Linked DNA regions of Mus musculus: region 1 is linked to region 2. The links are chromatin contacts, called in public HiChIP or PLAC-seq maps. All regions are on one chromosome and are shown on one strand. The core of a region is the stretch at or near the end of the contact, and the rest is flanking DNA. Distances in the headings are between cores, read along the strand shown. Region 1 has its middle 37 kb from the start of Vax1. Region 2 holds the start of Shtn1 (shootin 1).

Evidence for each region. HiChIP or PLAC-seq counts read pairs in DNA pulled down with a chosen protein or histone mark.
Region 1: a contact with region 2 is called in an H3K4me3 HiChIP or PLAC-seq map of embryonic forebrain, with 2.3 times the contacts expected there. The contact joins the enhancer-like site here to the promoter of Shtn1 in region 2. A contact is called at or near these places in 3 of 39 promoter capture datasets (the 3T3-L1 cell line, embryonic stem cells and stem cell-derived epiblast-like cells), 3 of 484 Hi-C or Micro-C datasets (cerebral cortex, cortical neurons and nephron progenitors), 3 of 115 datasets of contacts at active chromatin or transcription factors (bone marrow-derived macrophages, embryonic forebrain and forebrain) and 2 of 9 other capture datasets (adipose tissue and liver).

Annotation. Positions count from the first base shown.
Region 1 is chr19:59,130,389-59,136,845 of GRCm38.p6, reverse strand. No RefSeq gene overlaps it. Among named protein-coding and RNA genes, the nearest start is that of Vax1, 37 kb to the left of the region's middle. Within about 2 kb of position 3,400, at least 11 of the 459 cell types and tissues checked have an H3K27ac peak or open chromatin away from gene starts, as enhancers often do. A contact at or near this core is called in embryonic forebrain, where this site is marked.
Region 2 is chr19:59,074,551-59,081,663 of GRCm38.p6, reverse strand. Shtn1 (shootin 1) reads left to right here and starts at 5,595. Exons shown (of 17, transcript NM_001114312.1): 1 at 5,595-6,209. The coding sequence starts at 6,152.

The sequences.
Region 1 (6,457 bases), core at 2,151-4,650, 57 kb before region 2:
CTCTCTCTTTAAAGAAATAGTTTTTATTTTTAAAATGTTCAGACAATATATTTTGATCATGTTCTTTCGCCTTCCCAGCTTCTCCTCACCTCCCGTACCCATCCAACTTCATATTCTTTTGCTCTCTCTTACTTTTTCAAAAACAAAAACAAAACAATAACAAAAAAAATCAAAACAAGCTAAAAAAGATTAGTAATACAAAAACAAAAGCAAAAAGTCCCCAAACAAATTACCCAACAAAACAACACACACACACACACACACACACACACACACAAGTGTGCACGCACAACATTAATTTCATTTTGTGTTGGCCAGCTTTACTCCTGCACATGGAGCCTGCCCTGGCGTGTAGTGGAGGGTCTCAGTGACTCTCCACTGGAGGACACTGCTCTCCCTTCCCAGCAGGCATTAGATACATAGAGTTAGGGGTGGGACTTTTGCCCACTTCCTCCTCTCAGCCCTGGGATTTCCTCTGGTTTGAGTACTTGCAGGTCTCCTGTGTGCTCTCACAGTCTAAGTGGATTCACGCGTGCATCAGTCCTGGTGTGTCTGGGAGACGCTGTTTCCTTCGAGTCCTCCTCCACCTCTGGCTCTTACAATCTTTCTGTCTCCTCTTCCACGTAGAATCTAACAGCACACGGAGAGCGACTTCGGCTCCTAGAACCAGAAAAGTCTGCCCTCCTCATTCCGGGTTTGAAGACAAATCCTGAAGCACCTTCCACCTTCTCAGTAGAGTCCACATCCTGGCCCTTTTGTCATCTGCATCTGCTGCACTAAAGGGGGCGGGGAGAGAAGGAAGAAGCTTCAAAAATCAGTGTGGAGACTATAAATTGGGTCCTGACTGAAGAAAGTTTGGCCCTTCCTGTGGTTTTAGCAGTCTATTTTAGCACAGTCTAGTCAGCTTATGCTAGATGAAAGACCTGCTCCTTCCACCCATGAAGTTGATCTGTGAACTCTGTCCAAAACCTCCCAACCTCACGGTTGTCCATCATGCATTCCATTAGCATAATTTGCCACCCAAGGTGTGAATGTGTAATCTCTAAATTGCTGTGTAGAATAGCGCCCTGCATCGAGACACCGTTTCCTTGCCACTGTAGTAGAGGGACTTCGAAGTTGCTATCAAGAATTACCAATTTCTCTTAACCTTTCTCTTAGGAGGGACCTCTCATACAAATATAACTGACGCCATTGAGTTAGATACTGTCCTTTGGCCAAATGAAGCCTCCTGCAGAGTCCGTGGGAGCTGGAAAGGATCCGAATCTGGTTTTCATAAGCTTGTTGATCAGTTCAGCTAGGATGGGAAGCGCCAGACACTTCAGCAAATTACATAAACCACATTCACTTTTCTGACTGCAGAAAACTGAAGTAGTGAAGTAGTAAAATGGAGAAACTGAGATCCTGAGTCCCTCTTTGTCCCCATTTTAGGGTCTCTCTCTCTCTCTCTCTCTCTCTCTCTCTCTCTCTGTGTGTGTGTGTGTGTGTGTGTGTGTGTAGCCCGGGTGTTTGTAGGACCAGCATTAAAGCTTTGCAAAATTTCTCTAGGGTCTCCATCATGATCTTCCTCTTTTTTAATTCCTAAAATTAAAATGTGTTGGAATGCTCCCCTGCCTTTCACTCCCTCCTCAATGGACCCTTTAGTTTTCCACACCAAGGTGTCCTTCTTCAGGGTGCCAGGTCAGGCTACCAAAACAGCTTCTACGAGGGGATTAGCACCAATTAACATCTTTGTACACAAAAGCCACTGGCAGCTGAACACGCAGGCTGGTGGTGGCTGGGGGCTGCATTTTAAATAGGGGCCTTCTGTACTTGCTTCAAGTAGGAAGAGGTGGAGAAAAGTTTTTATTTATAAATGTTGTTTTTGGATAAATTCTAATGAAAAGCTAAGTTAGCTCAGAAGTATCTACCAAAGCCCAATTACACCTTGGCCTTCATTGTCTGGGGTCCAGGAAGATGCTGACACAATGTAGCTCGTTCCTTGGTGCATTAAGATGCAAAGATGCACCCTCCCCTAACAATTTTGTTCTTATGTTTCTGTGTTCTCTCTCTCTCTCTCTCTCTCTCTCTCTCTCTCTCTCTCTCTCTCTCTCTCCTCTAAGGCACAAATAGGAGCTTTTGAAAAGCATATATGGTCTTAAAAGTCTTTTCATAAGGAATCTATCATGTAGGTGCCTATACCACAAGGTCTTTGTTTGGGGCGGACTAAAGTAGAGAGTGGTATTGTACAAAGCGTGCTCGCTTCATAGTCCTTAAGTTAGAGCTACAGTTACTGTCATTTCAGGTAGAACTACCAATTGCTGTGTTCTTTAGTTTTGGTGTGTGTGTGTGTGTGTGTGTGTGTGAGTATGTCTAAGACGTAGTATATTTTGTATTCAGAAATTCTGAAGTCAATAAAGACTAGTGTTAAAGTGAATGTCAGGACCCAAGTAATGAAGCAGAGCGAGTTCGGGCTGCCATCTTCTGAGAATACTATTGTTAAAGCTGCTAGGGGATGTTTCTGTAGTTGGATTGTGAGTTTTCAGGCTCACTTTAAAGCAGGAGAGTAATCTGAGTGTTTGTGGTCTGCTTGATTTTGTACCTTTGTGGCTTCCTGGACAGCATGGCAGAGACATTTGTCTGTGAATGACAGTAGTAGACATGGTAAAGCTGTTTGCAGAAATATCTCCAGAAGATGACAGTAGGAACCCATGGAAAACCAGAGGTCTGTAAAAGAAATGAATTAATGTATGGTAGGTTGCATGATGACTGGGGGTTACAGGCTTCCTGAGTCACGATGGGGAGGGTTGAAAACACGGACGTGCCATATTCAGTCTCTGTTATCTTTTGTGTTCTATGAACAGAAGTGATAAATAAAATCACATGCATTTCTCTCCTTCAGAGACTGCACTGGAAAATGATTTTTGTTTGTTTTGTTTTGCTTTTTTTTTTTTTTTTAAGTCAGCCTCTTGGCACCTAATATAAATTATGGTCATTTTCAGTTTCCTGGGTTTCATACATAACTCTAGATTCTTCTTGGTGTGATATTTTCTAAGCAAACCTTAATACAGTCTCACTGTGTGGCTTCCCCCCCTGGGTTCAGATTTCAGATACTGTATTGTGAGTCTTCAGACATGGGGAGTACCCCTAATGTTACATGGAAATTGCCGGAGGCACAGGTGGAATGGAAACATTGTTATATTTTGTTCATTTTTCACCCTTCAGCAGTTGCTCCTTTCTCCCTCTTGCTGAACGCTTATTAGGGTATGAAGTGCAGGTGTGTGGGAAATGGCTAGCAGACATTGACAGGTTATTTTGTTGGTCACTGCCTAATTAGAAGAATAGTGGATGCTCCCTGCTAAGCTTTAGTGTGGGGCAGCAGAGCTGGTCCGGTCTAATTTCCTCACGGCTTTGATACTCGCCAAGAGATTGACGGTTTACACAAAAAGCCAAGGCCCGAAGGAGGCCGGTGCAAACAATGAGCCTTCTTGCTTGTAGACACCACAGATGTGAGAGAAAGCTGGCGAAAAACAATCGGCTGACACTGTCTAATTGTCTCCGATGTCAGCGTCATTAATGTTTTCCCATGTAAACCGGAGAAGGCCAAGGTTGTACCCTCCCTTTATTTCTAAGGCACATGATTATGTAACTCACCAAGATTCAGATTAAACGTTAATTGTATTTGTGCAATAAAGAATCCAAAGCTACCTTGGATTTAATGAATATGTGTTTAATTAATTTTGACAGCTTTTATCTTTATTACCTTTGGAGTGATCCTTATCGGAATTAATCACTTTTTTTCAGTAATTAAAAAAATCACAACTCACTTGATGATTTACATTTATGTACATCGCAGAATCCAAACCAAAGAAAAACTAGGAAACTTTGCTGATCTTCAGGGAAACTTCTGAAATGCTTTGCCATCATCAGGACAATGGTTTGGGATGTCAATAAAGCTTCTTAATTAGGTGACAGATCTGAGTGTTCTAAAGAGACACGTGTCAAGAGATACAGTTTTACCAGGTTATCCCTGAGAAACACCAAACCTAGTTAAAAATGAGATGGTTTCCCCTTCTCTGGGGAACACTGGAGAAGGCTAATCCTTAGAAAAATTAGCAGACTGGATTGAAATCCATTTATTTATTTATTTATTTAGTGAGGTAAAACCCGTAATTTCTTACAGGGCTGATGAGTCCACGTGAGCTGAAGTACATGGACCCAGCAGCAACACTGCAGATACCCAAGTCATCCAAGGAATAAACCACAGTGAATATTTCCTTTTGAATATTTCCTTGTTCTCTCTCTCTCTGTCTTTCCCCTCCCTCTACCTCTCCCTCCCCCTCTCCCTCCCTGGGGGTGAACTTTTCCCCTATTGGAGCAGTGGAGTGCCCCAGAGTAGTGGTCAAAAAACAGAGCTGTGTCTGGGCTACAATGTATTCGTGGTCAGAGAAGTCCACATATCCTGAGTCCCTTATAGTAGATAATGTATTTACTTTGGAGTTTCAGGTAGAGCTCAGAGGAAATCATTCAAGTCTCAAAAATAGTGTCTTTCTGGCCTAGAAAAATAGCTCAATAGCTAAAGTGCTTGCGGGGAGTGCTCTGAGTCCACTACACAGCCTCCTTCCCTCCCCCAAAAGCTGGGCAGCCTGTACTTGTAAACACAGTGCTGGGGAGGAGACAGGAGGACCCCAGGGTTTCACTGGCAGTAACCTTGCTATGTGCAAAGTCAGCATCTTACACCTTCTCTCCTTCAAGCTCTCCCAGGCGTCCTGGATTTATAGTTAGGCATAGAAAATCATACTGGCTTTTGTCTTCCTGTGCACCCCTTATTTGTAGAATATCACCTCTCGGCATCCACACAGTGAGGGCCCAACATGTATGAGCCCCAACTTGTCATCAACTGTGGTTTTGTAGAGATGCCCAAAATAATTCTGCTTTTCGGGGTCAGGAGATCCAAGTTAGAATCTATTCTCAGCTCCATATTAACCAGGAGGCTTGGGTAGCTCCTTCTGAAACTCGGTGTCTTTGTATCTACTTTGTTTTAATATTTATTTTATTTTTAAGTGTGTGTGTCAGTGTGTGTCGGTTTGTGTGTATGTTGGTATGTGTGTGTTGGTGTGTATGTTCAGTGTGTATGTGTTGGTGTGTATGATGTATCAGTGTATGCATGTTTATGTGTCAGTGTGTGTGTGTTGGTGTGTATGTGTGTGTGTGTTGGTGTGTATGTGTGTGTGTCAGTGTGTGTGTGTGTGTGTACCCATGCTTATGAGTGCAGGTGTTCACTGAGGCTAGAGACATCAGATCCCTTGGAGCTGGAATTACAGGCAGTGGTGAGCTGCCAAACATGGGTTCTTGGAACAAACTCTGGTTCTATGTAAGAACAGTGCATGCTCTTAACCATTAACTTGATACCTCTGTATCAAGAAGGGGCAGTAATACTGACTTGTAGGACTTGTCATCAAAGATAACAAAAGTGAAGCAAATACGACAAAATGGCAATCATCCCGGCCCTTGGGCGGCAGGGGCAGCAGATCTCTGTGAGTGTGAGACCAGCCTGCTCTATGTGGAAAGAATTCCAGGCCAGCCGGGGCTCTGTAGTCTGAGACCATATCTCAAGAGACAAAGCAAAACAAACAAAAAGATGATGAGGTGGGTTTGGAGCAGTTACGAGTGCTTGCTCCTCCTACAGTGGGTTCAGTTCCTAGCATTCACGTCAGGGGACTCACAATGTTTGTACTCTTGTTCCTCTGTGGGCATCTGTACACATGTGGTACATATACAAACCCTTAAATGCACAAATGTACACAGAAGAGCACACACCTGCACACATGAAATGCACAGAGGTGTTTGTGGCTGATCTGATACCTTAGGTGGGTGCCATTGTTTTGCAGAAAAGGCTGCTGCACAGAGCAGCTCGTCTCCTGTGCCTCAGTTTTGCATTTGTGTCGGCTTGTGCGAGATACCTGTCCTGCCTGAGCTTAGAAAGCCTCACGGATTATGTGTTGCATGAGGAGACAGTATCTGTCCTCACAGTCCTACAGTGAGGAATGAATGAATGAACAGGTCAGCATGACGATGACGCTCATAGCGTAAACACCCATGTTACACTGCAGCAGCAGGCGTTGTGTGAAAATCTGTGTATACACTGGGGCTGGAGAGCTGGCTCAGCTGTTAAGAGCACTGACTGCCCTTTCAGAGAACCCAAGGTTGATTCTCTGGACCCACATGGCAGCTCACAACCAACGGTAACTCCAGTTCTAGGGAATCCTACACCCTCTTCTGTCCTCTGTGAGCACTAGGCATGCACGTGATGCACAGACATACATGCAGGTAACCCCCACCCCAACACACACACACATTTTTAATTTAAAAATAAAAATGTGCATTATCTTATGTGTTTCACATCAAATGGACTCTGAAACACCAGTTTTTTTCCTCTTTCTTTCTTCATCTTCTTTTATTTTTAAACTTTTTGAGACAA
Region 2 (7,113 bases), core at 4,346-6,845:
GTGTATGAAGGTAAAAGTTAGAATTGGTTCTGGCCTTTGTCCTCTACTGGGTTCCAGGGTGTGCTGCTCAGTTCTGTTGTTGTTGTTGTTGTTTGACACTAACTAGATTCATCTAGAGGAAGGACTCTCAACTGGGGAATTTCCTTCTTTGGGTTGGCCTGTAAGCAAGACTCTGGGACATTTTCTTGATTGATGACTGATGTAGGAGGGGTGTTTCCACCCCTGGGCAGGTGGTCCTGGGTTGTATAGAAAGCAGGCTAAGCAAGCCATGGGCCCAAGCCAGTAAACAAATCGTATGTGCTCTCTGCTTCAGTTCCTGCCTTGGCTCCTTCCATGATGGACTGAAGTTGGGAAGTGTACGTCAGATAAACTCTTTCCTTCCCCAGTTGCTTCCAGTCATGTTTATCTCAGCAACTGGAAAGATAACTAGGCTATGAGAACTGAACTCAGGCTGCCAGGCTTGTGTAGGTAGCCATCTCATCAGCCCTTATTTTTAGTATTATAGATTAGTTCGCTCCTCATCTATAAAGCCTATGTTGATGTTTGCTGGTTTTGCATGTGAGTTTTCACAAGTTCTAGCACCATTTGTGGAAAAGGTTATATTCTTTTCTCATTGAGTTGCTCTTAAAAAGTTTAGTGTGTGTGTGTGTGTTGCATATGCATACTTGTTTATGTGTGTGTCAGTGTGTGTGGCGTATATGTACATATGTGTAGATGTGTGTTTATTGTGTGTATGTATATGAGTGTTTATGTATGTGTGTGTAAGTGTGCATGTGTGTGCGTGTGCATATGCATGCATAGGCTTGGACATAGGGGGTTGACACCTGCATTTTCCTTCATCCGTTGGTTTCCACTATATTACTTTCTTGTTTCAAAACAGCCTCTCACTGACCCTGAAGCTCACCTATTGACTAAACTGGCTGTCAGTGAGATCCAGGGATCTACCTGTGTCCATCACCCCGTGTTGGCGTTACAGACATGGTGTTACAGTATTTGGCTTTTAGGTGGTTGCTGAGGATTAGAACTTAGGTACTCATGCTTACACAGAGTCAGCACTTTATCCACTGAATCATCCCACACACTTTTGAATATTGCTTTTGAGTAACTTTGAAAACAGCTTAACTGTTTTCATGGTGTATGCTTCTGGGATGGTCACTGTGTCCAGTGTCTGTCCAGTGTGTCCTTCCTGCCTGTCCTACATGGCCTTGGTTTCCATAGATTTACAGTTAGTTTTGAGAATGTTGTTCTTTTTTTTTTTCAGAATTATCTTGACTTTTCTAGCTCTTTTGGACTTTAGTGTTAATTTTGGAATTAGCTGATCGATCTTTATGGACTCAAGGGGATTTCAGGCTGTGACTGTGTGAAATCTACAGAACAAATTTTGGGAATAGACATTTTGGAGTGTTCTAGTTCTATTTATTTAAATCTTTGCTTTCATCAATGCATTGCACTTTATAGCATCCAGATCTTCAGAAATTTCGCTCGATTTACACCAAAGCTCTTCATTTCCTGGTGCTGTTGCAAGCATATGCAGGGCGTCTTCTTCTGCAGCTGCTTTTGTTAACTGGAGGGGAGAGGAAGGAGGAGTACTGGAGAGCAAATCAGGATGCACTCCTGCCAAGCAGGTGCCTCCGAGGCAGCAGTATCCTCAGCTCTCTTCCGTTACATTGAAGACATGAATGTCATGTTTTGTTTTAGCATTTGAACTGTGATGTACCTAGATGTAGTCCATATATTCAGACTGCATTATTTACAAATACAAATATATTAGTAACAACGCAACTAAGAACGTAAGAATTGCTAATTATTCATTGATATGCTGGAATGATGTGGAATATATATTAAACTGAAACAGATTAAGCATATATGACGGTTTTTCTAGTAAAAAGTAGAACATTTTTATATGTACATTTGAAAAATTAAAAACAATTGTATATGAAACATTGTTTTAATAGTTATTTATTTAAGTCTTTTTCCTCTAGAAATTGCTGGTTTGGGTTTTTCTGTTTGTTTGTTTGTTTGTTTGTTTGTTTGTTTTTGTTGAGACAGGGTTTCTCTGTATAGCCCTGGCTGTCCTGGAACTCACTTTGTAGACAAGGCTGGCCTTGAACTCAGAAGTCCGCCTGCCTCTGCCTTCCAAGTGCCGGGATTAAAGGCGTGCACCACCATGCCCGGTGGCAGGCAGATTTCTGAGGCCAGCCTGGTCTAAAGAGTGAATTCCAGGACAGCCTGGACAGCTATACAGAGAAACCATATCTCAAAAAAAAAAAATTAAGAGCTTTATTGAATTGTATTTTACCCACCATGTTACATGGATGCTAACAAGGGATATAGGTAACATCATCAATGAAGATAACCAAAGACTTTTCTAAATGGGCAGAATGTACAATTCTAGTTTTGAGGATATCCATAGTTATGCAATCTGAAATACAATGTATTTTAGTTTATTCCCCCACCTCCAATGCACATGCTTTTTAGGAGTCATTGCCTATATTTTCTTTCTCCCTATCCCCAGTTCTATACAAATCATTAGTCAACTTTCTTTATGTGTTTGTTTGTTGTGAGCATTTTATATAAAGGCAATCGTGCAGTAGTTCGGGTTTTTCTGACTGCCTTCTTGCACTTAGAATCATGTTTTTCAAAGTTTGCCCATAGTGGGTCATGTATCACAACTTTGTTTCTTTGCATTGCCAAGTAACATTCAAATGTTACTATTTTTATATCATTGTTAACTTTATGGTAAATAACCCTGCAGGCAAGTCTCTAAGGATTGACTCCCTAACACAGAATGAGTGGGTCAAAGATGACAAATCTCGCTACATCATAGTTTTATCTACATAGTACAGAAAATTACATACATTGTAATTACCAAAAAGCAAACAAGTACTAAATAGCCTCATTGTGCTCCCTTCTCTATCTCCTTCCTTAGAGTCAGATATTCCGTCTTCTATCCCTAGAGACAGCCACAATCCCATGTTTGTTACAAGTCTTTTAGTTCATCTTTAGAAGGTACCTCCTGACCTCATATACGTATATAACACACAAACATTTCAAGATGTTTCAAATTTGATGTTGTTTGATGGTTACTAACAGCGTCAATGCAATGAAACACAAATCCCCGTATGCATTATTAAGCAGAACAAAAACTAATTATATAACTCTATCCTTCCTATCAATATTCATGCCATATAAATAAGTCATTGTAACAGAAGCTCTGTATCCCAAGAAGTAAATCTAATAGTTAGCCTAATAATTCATAGCATGGCCTCAGGATAATAGGGCTTTGTTTTTCAGGTGGCTATTTTAATTCAAAGAGGGTACATGGAATTCATTTCAATGAGCCACCGATTCACTGTGAGGCCAAAACATTTCAATTTGAGACTCTCAAACTCCCCAGACATCATACTGTTGTTGGAATTGACAATTCTATCAGCCATTTAAAAGAGTGGAGATTTGTAAACCAATCTAAATATCAACAGGACATCCTGCTTCCCTGTGATGGAGCTGGAGAAGGTACTTCTGGTTCCTTGGGTTTGGTCATAGGCTAACAAGCTTCATGGCTGCCTTACAAAGCTAGGTAGTTATTTCTGATCACTTGAATCTCCTCTCTCTCTCTCTCTGTGTGTGTGTGTGTGTGTGTGTGTTTCTAGAAATAAATTATCATTCATTTCACAAAACACCTGGTGGCAGCCCATCCTCATATGGTCATGCAATTGGCTAAAAACTCGCATATCTCCTACCTTTCAAGTCCTAGGACTAAAAAGGTAACCCCAGGAGAAAGACCATGTGGTTATCTTTTGGGATCATTGAAGGAGCTCTAACTACCCCAGGCATGTTAACATGTCAAGCATGGCTCTGGCAAGCCTTGCCCTTCTCTTCTATTCCCCCTGTCTTGGCTAAAAACCATTAGATTACATTGCTAAAACTAACCATCAAAATCTATTCCCTTATTTGGCCACTCCCTCCTCCTGAGGCTGACTACCAAGGTTCAGCAATCTAAGTGTTGAAGTCCGGGAAACAAAAGCCCCTTTGACTCACCTAATTAACATGCCCAATTAAAATTAAACACCTCATCCTAACATAGGGTTTCTCCCCTTACCTTATATAAACCACCATTTTCCTATGGGCCATGTCTGGCTCCCATCTAGAGGCTGTCCTTTGTCTTTCTAGGACAAATACCATGTCCCCTCCTCCCTTGTTCCCTTTTCCTTCTCCCTCATCCTCTATCTCCTGTCTTTGTTTCTTACTCCTTGACCTTTGTCCTTTTGGGGCAAATCTTTGGGCAGAGAACTTGGTCTTGTGTGTCCTGAGCCTATACCAATCTTTATGATCATCACTGTAGCTGACTGGAAAATATTTTGAACTTATGAAACATTCTTATGAAACATTCCAGGAAGGACCAAATAGCAAAATCCCCACACTGAAATAATTTCATAAAGTTCCATCTTTCATTCTTTTTACTTAGAAATCCACACTGCCACCTCAGGCCACCCGAACAGTTAAACTATGCATTCTAAACCACTGCCATTTCTTAAAAGGGAATAGCCGATTCTGATTTTTCAACGGTCACCACGAGATGGTATGAATAATGAGTACCAGAAAGATACTGGTAATAGGATCTATGGGAATATCAATACACGTCTCCTGGCAGGGCCACTACCAGCCGAGTTGGGGCGTTTGCCTAAATTGAGACGCAAGGAATGAAGAGCTGGTGTTCTATATGAGTTTAGAGAGGATGAAGAAAACGAGGGCTGTGCAGAAGGCTCACTTAACCCGGATTTATCTGGAGCGCTTAATGATTGGAATAAAGAACTGTGCTTTTCTCAACTTGTTATTAGCAACCATAACACCTGTAATCATAAAAAACAAAAAATCCTCTGCGCAGAGCAGGCGGCATACCTATCCATTCGGTCCACCTTATTGGAGGTGGACCGGATGGATTGTGGGGCCTTAGCGCATGCTAGACAAGCACTTCTATTTTTTAGATTTGATGTTGTGGTCAAATTCCTCTCCCTGTTCAATTTTTTAAATTCTAAAAGAGTATGCTTTATTATTTCCATTCTTTAGACCAATTCCAGAGCTTGGGAGAGTCAAGCAAATGTTAGGAGAACTAGAGTTGGAGAATGCAAGCCTGCCTAGATATGTTTGCCCAGGTCTACCCCAGAGTTGGGTGTAAATGCCACCGAGGGTCCTTAAGAGAGGCAAGGACTGTCTTCAGTCCTTACACAGGAGGCTCCCTGTCATGCAACAAAGTGACCTTGGGTATTCAGAGTGCAGTGCCAGCCTCCCCAAGATGCAAGATCCTCCCACCGGAACCAGATGACCTTCCCTGCAGTTCTGGCCTGGTGAGGCACTTGGAGGCAGGGCCCAGGTTCTGACTCTGGCCTCTTCACACACGCTGGAACTGCGATCAGACTGCCACGCCCCCATCACCTCTTCTCTCTCTCTCTCTCTCTCTCTCTCTCTCTCTCTCTCTCTCTCTCTCTCTCTCTCTCTCTCTCTCTCCCTCCCTCCCTCCCTCCCTCCCTCCCTCCCTCAGACTGCTACCCACTACCCCCTACTCCTCAAGACTGCGGTGACTCAATTAGCCAGACAGACTGCAAACATGCACTTGCTTGGTGGACAGGTGCATGGTGTAGAACAGAGGGTTTTCCAGCCCTGGCTCCAATGAGCAGTGACTGAGAACTAGGATAGGAGCCTGGTCCTCTGGGGTCCGTCCGGTCCTGCTCAGATCCGCTGTCCAGCTCTAGGGTGGCGGACCTGGGGAACCCGGGTCGAGTCTCCATGGTGCGCGCCTCGGGTGGAAAGCCTGGCGCAGCGGCGGCCTTAGCAGAACCGCATACAGCCACCTGGGAGGATCGCAGGCGCCCCAGGGCCGTGACACTTCACCCGCCTCCAGCGGCCCACGCCCCTACCGGGCCAGGCGCCCAGACCCGCCCGCCGCAGGTGGGGCAGCCAGGGCCCGCGAGTAGGTGCGTGGGATGATCTCACCGCGTGCGGCGCGCCAGGAGGAGGAGGAGCGGGAGCGATCCCAACTTCCGGGTAGTGCAGCCGCACGCCGCGCCACCGGCATCTTGCTTTCTGCTCCCCCTCCCCCGTGTCCCCCTCGCCTCTCCCTCCTTGCCTTTTATCCCCAGCCCCACCCGCCAAAATGAACAGCTCGGACGAGGAGAAGCAGCTGCAGCTCATCACCAGCTTGAAGGAGCAAGGTAGGTGGGCCGGCTGCCGCAGGTGCCCAGCAGCGGCCTCGGGCGGGACAGCTCTGGGCGCAGCCGCAGGTGCCAGCCGTGGCCAAGGGACCGTGAGGCCGCCGCGGTCACCCCGCATCCCCAAGCGCCATGGGGTGCAGCGCCCTGGGCGGAGGAGCTGCAGCGTCTTCCCGCAGTGGGATCGCGCGCCCTGCAGGACTAGGGCGCGCGACCCGGGCAAAGGGACACGCGTCGGGCGTGGACAGGGTCAGGGCACGCACCTCAGTCCACGCGGGAGTAGCGAGCCGGGTAGGGTAGGATCGCTGGGCGCCGGGTAGTGGCTCAGTTGGCCTGGCTCCTAGCTGAGGCCGCACCCTTGCACACTTTGGCGTTCCTGGGCCTGCAGCGTTCCCTTCTTTTGGGTTCGGTCTAGTTCCTTTTTCTTTACCCAGCTGGGATTTTTCAGGGAACCGATGTGTTCTTATCACTTCCCATTTTTAGCAATTTATTAGTCAGTGAGTCGACACCCTGCCTGTGTGGGGCTTAATGAGGAAGCGGGGCTGGGGCTGGAAATCCAGGCCGTTTTGCATGCTTTTCTCTACCGCTTGGTAGCTAATGATTGCCATCAGAACATTTGTGAACAAAGCAAGATCCTAGAGACAGTTAATCTGACACACTTTAAAAATACCACGACTAATTATCCTGTTCAAAGTGTGGTTTGAGAATATGGGTCAAGAAAGAGGAACTGCACAGGTTTAGGAGGTAAAAGGTCATGCATGCTCTTTGCTGCAGGACTTGCTAACATTGGAAGGGCCCTGCTCAATGGTCCTATTCCTCTTCTTGACTCAGCTCTCCAGGAAGTTGGTGTCTTCCCATCACTGAGTCTTGTGACTGAGCCAGGTGGCTTAAGAGGTCCTAGCAAGGA